Regions from separate parts of the Mus musculus genome. Here region 2 is linked to region 1. A link is a contact called in public Hi-C data. All regions are on one chromosome and are shown on one strand. The core of a region is the stretch at or near the end of the contact, and the rest is flanking DNA. Distances in the headings are between cores, read along the strand shown.

What was found. A called contact is a pair of places that touch in the nucleus more often than the background predicts.
Region 2: a contact with region 1 is called in a Hi-C map of embryonic fibroblasts, with 1.5 times the contacts expected there. The contact joins two enhancer-like sites. A contact is called at or near these places in 2 of 15 datasets of contacts at CTCF or cohesin (CD8 T cells and the NIH/3T3 cell line), 22 of 484 Hi-C or Micro-C datasets (the C2C12 cell line, CD8 T cells, the HL-1 cell line and 10 more) and 9 of 115 datasets of contacts at active chromatin or transcription factors (CD8 T cells, the NIH/3T3 cell line, a colorectal cancer cell line and 6 more).

Annotation. Positions count from the first base shown.
Region 1 is chr13:51,883,782-51,889,074 of GRCm38.p6, forward strand. No RefSeq gene overlaps it. Among named protein-coding and RNA genes, the nearest start is that of Gadd45g, 40 kb to the left of the region's middle. Within about 2 kb of position 2,495, at least 95 of the 459 cell types and tissues checked have an H3K27ac peak or open chromatin away from gene starts, as enhancers often do. A contact at or near this core is called in the C2C12 cell line, CD8 T cells, the HL-1 cell line and 8 more, where this site is marked.
Region 2 is chr13:51,967,062-51,972,354 of GRCm38.p6, forward strand. No RefSeq gene overlaps it. Among named protein-coding and RNA genes, the nearest start is that of Gm40948, 110 kb to the right of the region's middle. Within about 2 kb of position 3,195, at least 123 of the 459 cell types and tissues checked have an H3K27ac peak or open chromatin away from gene starts, as enhancers often do. A contact at or near this core is called in the C2C12 cell line, CD8 T cells, the HL-1 cell line and 8 more, where this site is marked.

The sequences.
Region 1 (5,293 bases), core at 1,245-3,744:
CATGGGACCTCTTTGTTCTTCCCCATGTGGTCCCATTGAATAAATCTCCTTTCTCTGTTTTTCCCTCCTGCTTATTGTCTGTTTAATTGGTCTACTGAGGACCAGGCTGGCTTGTTATGTTTGCCAGGGCCCAGGCTCTGACCCTAACAGCTCTGGTAACAACTCCCACTTCTCTCACCTTCTCTGTGAGCTCAGCTGGGGTGGGGTCACATTTCCAAGCCACTGTTTTCCAAGACGATATTTCCAAAGTCTCCCCACGTCCTCTGCCAGCTTTCCCTGTCCCCCCCCACCCTGTGAGGCACCCCTCTGTTGAGAAAATCAGGGACTCACTTTCCCTGAAGCCTGGCCTCCTCGTAGAAGACTGTGAGATAAGCCAGGCTGTGTGACTGCGTTATCCCAGATGGCAGCAAAATTACAGTCCTTAGCTGTTTTGTGTCCCTCTCTTTTTCTAACCCGCTATGGGAACACTTAGGTAACCTGGGTGTGGTCAGTAGGCAGTATCTGCCTTCTCAGTGACTGTTTACCTTCACGGGGGCCCACATTGGGGAGGGCAGATGAGCCACCTAAACTCCCGCTCCCAGAAACTGCCTGAGATGCCTCCTGCTCTCCGTTTCCAGTAGCTAGGCTCAGGGTGGTTCCGTTCCCAGCCACTGTCCCTGAACAGGAATGTGGTGCTGTGTTAGGCAATCTTAGCTCTCAGGCTGTTAGAACCTGCTAGCTGGACCTGTGTGCTACTGAAGGAATAAAATACCCATTACACTTTGCAGGTAGTCAGAAGCCTGCCAGCCTAATGATGTTTCTTTGCTCAATTTCAACCCTGTATGGATACAGTGGGCCCACTGACTATTCAGGTAGCAGCATCGGAGGCTGGTTTATTTTGTCTTTGACACAGCAGGCTACAGCACAGACATCTACCTGTCTCCTGTGCACACTGGGCCCCACGCTCATCTTCTTCCCTTAGAACAGCACTGAGACTAAGAGAAAGGCTGGAGTTATGGCTTTGTCTGGACATCTGGAAAACAATGTTAAATATTGACATTTGGTCTGCAGGGGACTGTACACTTGTCTTGGGTGGCCTCAATTACTGAGTGACTAGGTTCATTAGAGTAACACAAACACATACATACACACACACACACACACCACATATGTATACACACATACACCATACACATATGCACACACACTACACACATATATACATATGTACATATACACACACACACACATATATACACATACACCATACACACATACACATACCACACACACACACACACACACACACACACACACACATACACACACAGAAACACACACCCACCTCACACTGTCTATGGAGAAATTACTTTATCTACCTGCTCTGCTATTTGTGCTGTGTTGGTGAAAGATTAAAAAAATGTGCAGGGACTGGAGAGATGGCTCAGTGGTTAAGAGCACTGACTGCTCTTCCAGAGGTCCTGAGTTCAATTCCCAGCAACCACATGGTGGCTCACAACCATCTGTAACGGGATCTGATGCCCTTCTTCTGGTGTGTCTGAAGACAGCGACAGTGTACTCACATACATAAAATAAATAAATCTTTTTTTTTAAAATGTACACTCTAAATTTGTGTGTGAATCTGAGGAGCAAGAAGGCTTTGCTGTGAAGAGCTCAGTGTCAGCTGAAGAAGCACAGAGGACAAAGGCATTCCATGGTCACACTAGGGTCATTAGACTCCTGGGACTGGTGTTTGCTCGTGTACTGTGAGTGTGTGCCCCGGAGCAGTGGGAGCGTTTGGTCACATGTGGGAAGTATTCATATGTGGTGAGTGTGTGCTCACATGCAGTACAAATTTTCAAGTTCTTATGCGGTGGGAGTGTGTGCATTCACGTGTAATACACATGTGGCATGAGCCGCATGTTCATACTTGATGTATGTGTGTGTTTGACCAGTTCACATGTGGTGAGAGTTCATTCATAGCGAGAGTGTGTATACAGGTGGTAGGAGTGTGCGCTCACACACATGGCATGAGTGCCGAGTTCCTATGTGGAGTGAGTGGTGTGTTCACACCCAGTGGGAGGGTGTTCACACATGGTGTTGAGTTTCATGTTCTTTCTTTGCCTTTTCCTTTGTGGGCCTCGGCTTATCTGCACAGTGGCATCCTTGCGGCTGCCAGTCGGTGTGGCTCTGCATATGGGTTGTGGGTGGGAGTAGTCGGTCCCCAAACCCTGGTTCTCTGTCTCCTTTCATGTTTTCTCCTCCCTATATCTGTGGGTCTAGTGAAGAGAGATTGAAAGCCAGCTATGGCACCCACCTATAATCCCAGCACGGAAGAAACTGAGGCAGTGGGATCATGAGTTGGGAATATTGTTTCATAAACAAAACAAAAAAACCAAAAGCAAACCAAACGTCTGCCAGCCCCAGAGGCTTTGAGCAGCTGTGTGGAGTAGGTCCCTCCTACCCAAGCTAGGAGAGGGAGAAGCTGTTGCCACACTGAGTCACTGAGGCCTGTGTTGTTTCCACAGGAAGTGAGTTCCTCCGGCTCTTATGTTTATGGACACCTTGGGGACAGGCACACTGCTTAGTTTCTCTTGTCTTTGCAGAGTCTGGCTGGTGACAGACACATCTCCAGCTACGGGTTTTATGGGAGTATATGCATGAGATATAAATACACGGTCACGGGCCAACAGGAAGTTGTGAAGTTTTTCTTATAACAGAAGAAAGAGCTGAGATTAAACTCCGACATCAGCTCAGCACTTGTAGGTAAATACACGAATAAAATTGAGACATGGAGAAGCTCAAAACTGCACATGTACTTAATTTTTAGCCTTAGCCGCGGGTCAGTCTGCTGAATCCCCATTCAGATTGCCTTAAGGAGAGTTAGCAGCTACAAATGTTCAGATGTGATCAACAGATTAGCAGGCTCTTGAGAAGTTATCCCCAAACCCTTTATAGATGGAATTCAAAAGTGTGCTGGGCATCTATTTTCAGCCCCAAGAGATAGCTTGGATGCCTTTCTATCCGGTGTACTGAGTTTGATTTAAAGGTTTGACTGAGAAAACACCATGCCACAGATGCTTAAGTCTGCACATAATGGGATGGGCACCCAGCCATCGCCGGCCACATTTCAACTCTGGATGTTCAAGAGATGACGTGGTAGAGCGGCTTTCAGGAGTTAAAGCTTTCTTCTGAGCCTCTGACATGTCAGACTGCGGATTCCAAGTTTATGGCTGTGTTTGCTAATGTCTTCTGCGAAAGACGAATTCCTTTCCCAGACATGAGAATGCTTGGCTGAGGAGCACGGCCTGGTGGGGGAGACTTGTTTTGCTCGGACCTTGGATGGTGGAGGCTGTGGTTGTGTCTGTGGTGAAGAGGTTGTATTGCCTCGGGTTTCCTCCTCTCCTTCCCTTCCTAGACCTGGAGTCATAAAACCAAGGTAAACAGGAGCAGAAGACTCTTCAGCTTAGGCAGGGATACCTTCAATGCTATGACTGTCTTCAAGTTGTGAGATGGGGTTCTGTTTCCTCTCTGACTTGCACAAGCTCAAGACACAGAAAAGATTAGCCTCTGGTTGGTACACAACTCTCTGTGGCTCACATGAGTGATAGTTTCTTTTATTAAAATCCTGCCCACTGGGCAGGCTGAGGCGTCTGACTGTAGGGTACAGATGTCTGGACTGTAGCTCTTATAGAACAGAAGAAAGAGATGTGAGTGGTGTTATTCGGGAAGAGGATGCAGAGAAAAAGAGCCCACTTCCTTTAGACTCAGCAAAGCACCGCTATTCTTAGTCCATTTGTAACAGAATATCCAGGGTAGTTTATAAAGAATAGAGAATTAGGTCTTACTGTTCTAGGTTCGGGGGAGCTCAAAATACTTATCTGGCCAGGAGGATCTTCATGCTGTGCCATCCCACGGCAGAAGGTGGAAAGATCCACATCTAGTGCTGAATTCCCAATATGTTGTTTTGGGCATCGAACCACAGAGAACATCACTCCCATTAAGCTTGCTATACCCACCCGGGCCTAGTCTTATTGTCAAATACCGTGGCCAGGCAGGACTGTGATCTCTGTAGCAACCTCCTGTTCCATGTGCTCTCAGAGCTGCATGCTCAGCCCTGGGCTAGATCAGGAAGTGTCTGTACACCCTCTCTGCTTAGGAGCCTAGCACCCCTGTCTGATGAGAGAAGAGCCAAGGCTCATTACTGCCGAGGAAGAATGGAGCGGGTGTGCTTTGGGATTCTCCAAAGAAAAAAAGAAGGTGCTGGACTCAGAGCTCTGTGTGACCCAGCATCCCAGTTCCATCTTCAGAAGATCAAGCAAGGCAAGCATCTATGGGACTATGTGCCCAGATGTGAAGGAACCAAGAGACCTCAGGGGAGGGTTGTAGGAGTCTGGACTGTGACAGTTTGAGTTTACGGTGGTCCCCAGTCGGGGACACAGTGAAACTAGGTCTGGACCTGTCTGTGAGCCAGGGGTGGGTTGGCCTTACTGTCTCATTTTAGTCACTACAGGGAACACTGACCAAGGAACATGATCACACTGCCCAAGACTTATTGGCTGTCTGGCTCCCTCCACCATTCTAAAGGCTGGTTGTGGGGTGGGAGAAGCTGGAGACAGTGACCAGGAGGGGACAGGAACCTACGTCAGCCATGCTTTGCCTTCAGAAAATGCTTCTCTAGGCTGCTGCCCGGCAGTTATGTCATGCAAGAGGTCCCCAGGGAGTCCAAGTCAAGGAGGGAACAGGGAAGAGAAGGGAGGGGGATCAGGGAAGATCTCAGCTTTGTCCTTCCAGGCTGGGTTTCTGGAAACTCACCAGAGGGCAGCTGGTATATCTGCCCTTCTTTTCCTTGCGTTGCTGGCTCCTAGGAATTGGTCCCTGGCAATATCCACTCCCACAGGTTCTTTGGCAGACTGAGACTGTGGTGTGGCCAAACCTTCACAGTGACTATTCCATGGGGACCAATGTAACCAGATGCCTCCTCAAAGTCAAGATGGGGAGACAGTTCCTGCCTACACTGGCCAGGCAGAGGAAGGAAGAAAAAGACTTTGTAGGGTGACTTCTGTAGTTCTAGCAGGAAGGGGTCTTGCATGATAAGTGGATAACTCTTGCAGTGAGCAGTTCCGGGCAGGATGGTCCAACTTGAGCATAGAAGATGCATGCCTTCCAAGCTGTATCTTGGGGTCTATTATGAGAATTGTGTTTATTTGGATCTGTAGTTGTGAGATGGGAACTTCCTATGGCACGGGTTCTGTCCTTCATCCTCTGACATACTTCTCTTGGCTGTACCTCATTGAGGCAGCAGAAGTTCTAG
Region 2 (5,293 bases), core at 1,945-4,444, 84 kb after region 1:
GATGGGAAGCAGAACTCAAGCCCTCATGTTTGTATGCCAACCACCATCCCTCCAACCTGTTCTGGGTCCTCTTGATCTAAAACGAAGTCACAGATACAGGGAGCAGTTGAAACCAGAGCAGGGCTTGGCCAGTCCTAGGCTTGTAAATGAGGTTCTGGGGGCTTTTCTATTCCTCTGTGTTCCCAAATAAACGACACAGAGACCTATAGCTAGACAGACAATGAGCTATTCTAACCTGACTATGCTGGCCGGATTACTTCCCAGCCACGTGGCCACTTCCTTCTCTGCCTTTCATGGAGAATCCTCGTGGTTCATCTCTTCCCCTCCCACCCCCTTACCCCCTGCTGCCCTATTCTCTTCTCCTGTCCAGTGATTGGCTGATCAGCACCTTAGTAACCAATCAGTGGTGATGGAAAACAATCTTTGTGAAAACATCACTGAGACAGGAGATGCTTCAACAATCATGACCATGCCAACATCCATACTGCAACCAGATCTCTGGGCACGGTATCCATCATCTGAAGTACACGGTACACAACCATTCTCCAGCATAGGCCTAAAGTCCATTTTGGGTAGTCACCGGGGTGATGTTTGGCCTCAGCATCTCCAGCCACGGCTCACCTCCTTCCTTGTTTGTTGAGGAGGTTTCATGTAGCTCAGGCTGGCCCCCGACTTCCTATATGGCAGAGGATGTCCTTGAATTTCCAATCCTCCGGCCTATAACCCTAAGTGCCGGGTACATACATGTACTTCCACATCCACTTTATGTGATAGTTGGGGCTGGATCTCAGCATCTTGCATGTTATGAAAGCACCTCACCCACGAGGGCTCCATTCCTGGCCTCCCTCAGTTTACTTATTTATGAACTTGTTGTTCGGACTTTGAGGGCTGCCGTGCAGTGGTTCTATCAGCACACTCAGCTGTCCCAGGCTGCTTGCCCCAGGAGAGGCCGTTGGAGGAAGATGCTAATAACCAGAGTGCTCCATGGGGTGGAGAAGCCGGAGAGCTGAAGAGAACCCTGGACTATGGGCAGTACTAAGCTCTTGGAGAACAGGCATTCATCGGTTGGCAGAAGATGCAGGTTTGTGGAGCAAGTGACAGGGAAATCATGAAGCCTGAAAGTAAACCAAGCAGCTGGTCCCAGCGAAGTCTTAAAGATGGGGGTGGAGCGGATCCTTGACATAGGCCAGGTTTTCCTCAGCCACAGACATTCATTTATTTATAATCAAGGACAGCTAATCCTATGCTTATGCAACTGTTCCATCCCAAAAGGTCTTTCTCAACCTGAACTTTACAGGAGGAAAGGGGGGAAAAAAAGGAACAACACTCCACTCTGTATTCTTCCTCAATGGCCCTTCAGATTTAAAGCGACAGGGCATTAATGTACGCACACCTCTATGTCTGCAGGGGAGCTCTAAGCACTCGGGGGTGCAGAGCTAAGCTGAGTACACAGACTGGGAGAGAGTGGTCTGGCAGTGTTCAGACTTTCAACTGCTCACGTTGCCTTGGATGTCCCGACATATGTGTTGGTGCACAAACATGAGTGTGCATACGTGGGTGTGCACGTGCTTCTGAGAGTGCATTTGGAGGCCAGAGGACAGTCTCTGAGGTCATTCTGCATGAGCTGTCCATCCTGGGTTTTGAGACAAGCTTTCTCACTGGGACCCGAGACTTAGTAATAAGGCCAGCACCAGGGATTTGACTGTTGCCATTTCCCTAGAGCCTGCCACCACACCCAGCCTTTCCACTTGGGTTGTCTGTCAAATTCTGGTCCTTATGCTTACACGTGGCCATTTTACTGCTACCATCTCCCCGGCTCTGCGTTTATTATTTGCTGCTGAGCAGGTTCTGCTTTTTTCAGTCAGGCCTCCTCCAGACACGGTCAGCATACAGCGCTGTGACTATTCCTCCAGGAATGTCCAGCATGCAGCCGTGTGACTATGGGTTTGTGAGCAGCAAGGACCTCAGAATGGTCCAGTCCTTGGTCTCATCATTCCTGGGGTGGTTCTGTGAGTCAGAAAGTCCTTCTCCCCTCGCCTCTGGGACTTTGCTAAGAGCTGAGCTGTTGTCGCACATCCAGACCACACTGGCTGCTTCTCCTCGGAGCCCCAGAAGTTGTTGTGCATGGATTCTTCCAGACTGCTTTGCTCCTCTGAGGGTTCAACTCTTAGGGAGCACCAGCCAGACACAAAGTGTTTTGGGAGTGTGGTGTCCGGTCTGATGAATGGCTATGACGCTTCTATTGGCTGTTGGGTACCCTCTCCAGATATCTCATTAACGTCTAAGTAAGGCAGACATCCATGTTTTCAGCTCAGGCAGTCTGTGGAGAGTGGCCTGTCTCCCCATCTTCTGTGACTTTTCTGTAGCCTGCCTGTATTTTGCAGCAGTCCCTGGTTGACCTACAGCCTCTGGGTCCTCAACTGTGTCTCGAGGACCACCTTGTGTAGGTCCTCTCACTTAACGCAAGACAGGTGCAGAAATCCAAGCAGTGCTGAACAGTCAGAACTACGTTCCTGGTTCTGGTCCTCCCCTGCTCTCCTCTCTGTTTAAGATTCTCCACACTTGGCTTCTTTCCTCCCTAGAGGTCCCGCATCCCCTCCCTGCCTCTGATTCCTTCTTCCTCATACCGGCTGTTCACGTCCACAGGATCCCCACCCCTGCTTTGTTGGTTTAGGAGTCTGTTCAAGACAAGCTGATGGTATTCCAGCGTCTGCCACATTTAAGCCTCTCTGTACCCACCCAGGGGCTCCTCCTCACCGAGGCCTCCGGAGTGGGTGCTATGTGAATAGTCAGCCAGTCCATGCGGGTGCTGTTCTCTGGTAGGTGCTGCCCTAACTTGCACAGGTACATGGGTGCATGGTGTGTGTGTGTGTGTGTGTGTGTGTGTGTGTGTGTGTGTGTAGCTGTGTGGGTGGCAGGTACTAGAAGAGAGACGACAGAATGCAAATCAGTCTAATGGAAGAAAGGGCAAGGTAGGAGCAACGAGGGCCCCCAGCGGAGCCAGGGGCTTCTGGTCTAGCGCCACCATGAGGTTGCGACTCTTTGCTTGGTTTCCTGGCAGGGCACTGGCTGCTTACTTTTTTCCTCTCTTTCTCCTCTACCATCTCCAAAGTGGCCTCACATCCTTTCCTCTTCTCAGAGCCACGTGGGAGGTTCCCATGAGTCATGACTCAGGCTGACTGAGGTGTAGAGGGAGGAGGGCAAGCGAGCTTCCTGCTGACCTCCACCTCCCAGTAGTGCTAGGCAGGCCACAGCTGTGTGTCAGTGGGCCAGCAATGAGTCACCTGCGGCTTTCCCCTCCAGGTCTTGAAGATGGTTATCAACTGCGTCGTTATGTGCGCCGGCTCTTTTTCCCTCCAATAATTCGAGATAGACTGTAATGCAAAGTCTAAAATACCAGGTTCTGGTAGAGACGGGGGTGGGGAGTGGTGAGGGGGTGTCCTTTTCTTGGAAGAACTGTGGATTGCTCCTGGTTTTGCTCCCCTGACTTCTGACGATGCAACAATACTGATGGCTTCAAGGGTCTAGGGAAGGAAGGCAACTGAGACACAGACACAGGTCTCGGAGAAGGGTTCTGCAACCCGGGAGTCATTGTGTGTGTGTGTGTGTGTGTGTGTGTGTGTGTGTGTGTGTGTGAGCTGGGGTTTGGGGAGAGAGGGGTGGGAACCTGAGGGGCTTGTGAATTAATTATTGTATGTGTTGGCAGAGGGTGCTGAGGGCTCCTGCTTCCTGGGGGTGGTGGAAGTGATGGTGGTGCACTGTCCCTTCCCATGAAGCTAGACTGGGGTTGTTTGCTGCTGTAGGGAGCAGGTGTCCAGGTACTGCTATTGACCTAGAAACAGGCTTTCTGACTGCTCTGGTCAGTGATGGTAGAAGAAAAGGTGCCAGAGTGAAGCACTCGTATGGGTGAATCCATTTCATGATTCAGCTTTTGGGGTGGACATGGAGGGATTTTCCCCATTTTGTTTTGTTTTTATTGATAGTTTCTCTTCGTAGCCCTGACTGTCATGGAACGTGATATATAGCCCAGGTTGTCCTTGGACATGGAGATCCACCTACCGTTGCCTTATGAGTGCTGGGATTAAAGGCCTGTGCCACCATTGCCCAGCTATCTTCCCGATTTCTTAAAACCAACAAACAACCCCAAACCTTTACAAAGTGAATGCTGGGGCAGTGGAGACAGCTCAGATGGTGTTCTGGCTGGTTCTGTGTGTCAACTTGACACAGGCTGGAGTTATCACAAGAGAAAGGAGCCTCCCTTGAGGAAATGCCTCCATGAGATCCAGCTGTAAGGCCTTTCTCAATTAGTGATCAAGCGTGGGAGGGCACTGTGGGTGGTGCCATCTCTGGGCTGGTAGTCCTGGGTTTTATAAGAAAGCAAGCTGAGCAAGCCAGGGGAAGCAAGCCAGTAAGGAACATCCCTCCATGGCCTCTGCATCAGCTCCTGCTTCCTGACCTGCTTGAGTTCCTGTCCTGACTTCCTTTGGTGATGAACAGCAATGTGGAAGTGTAAGCTGAATAAACCCTTTCCTCCCCAACTTGCTTCCTGGTCAAGATGTTTGTGCAGGAATAGAAACCTTAAGACTGATGGTAAAGTGCTTGAGGACCTGTGTGCAGTCCCCAAACCCCTTTTTATCAAAAAGCCAGGTGTGCTGGTGTGCAGCTGTTATTCCAGTGTTGGGGAGACAGAGACAGGTGGGAGGCTCCCTGGATTTCTCAGGTCAGCCAGGCTGGACTATTTGGTCAGTTCTGAGCCAGTGAGAGACCTTGACTCCAAGAAAAAGTGATGAGGACATGAGAGGGTCCCTTCAGGGCTCCCCACGCTTGTGCACTTGCACAAGCACACACCCTCCCTCTTTCTGACACAAATACAAACATCTAGAAATAGGAAGGCTGCCCAGAACTGGAGCTGATGTCTGCCTGCCTGTTCCCACCAGCAGCAGCCGAGAGGCAGATACAAACGGAGCATATCAATGGATGGATATGCTCTCATCACGGATAGATAAAGAAATGCCGTGTACATGTGTGTGTCAACTATGTTTCCTATCCTCCAAGACTTTGCGGTGTGAGGCCTCGCTGATCCTGCAGAGACACATAGCCCTAGCTAGGAAAAGGCCTCTTGTCAACCAACCAATCCCTCCACTCCCCAGTATCTCCTGTCTCAAGCTTGTCCACACTGAGCCACTATAGCGATGCTCTCCTTGTGTGGGTCCAGGTAGCAGACAACAGGGACATCTCTGCCCAAGAGCCTGTTCACCCTGTCTGACAGGTTCCTTCCCAAGGAGGCCACAAT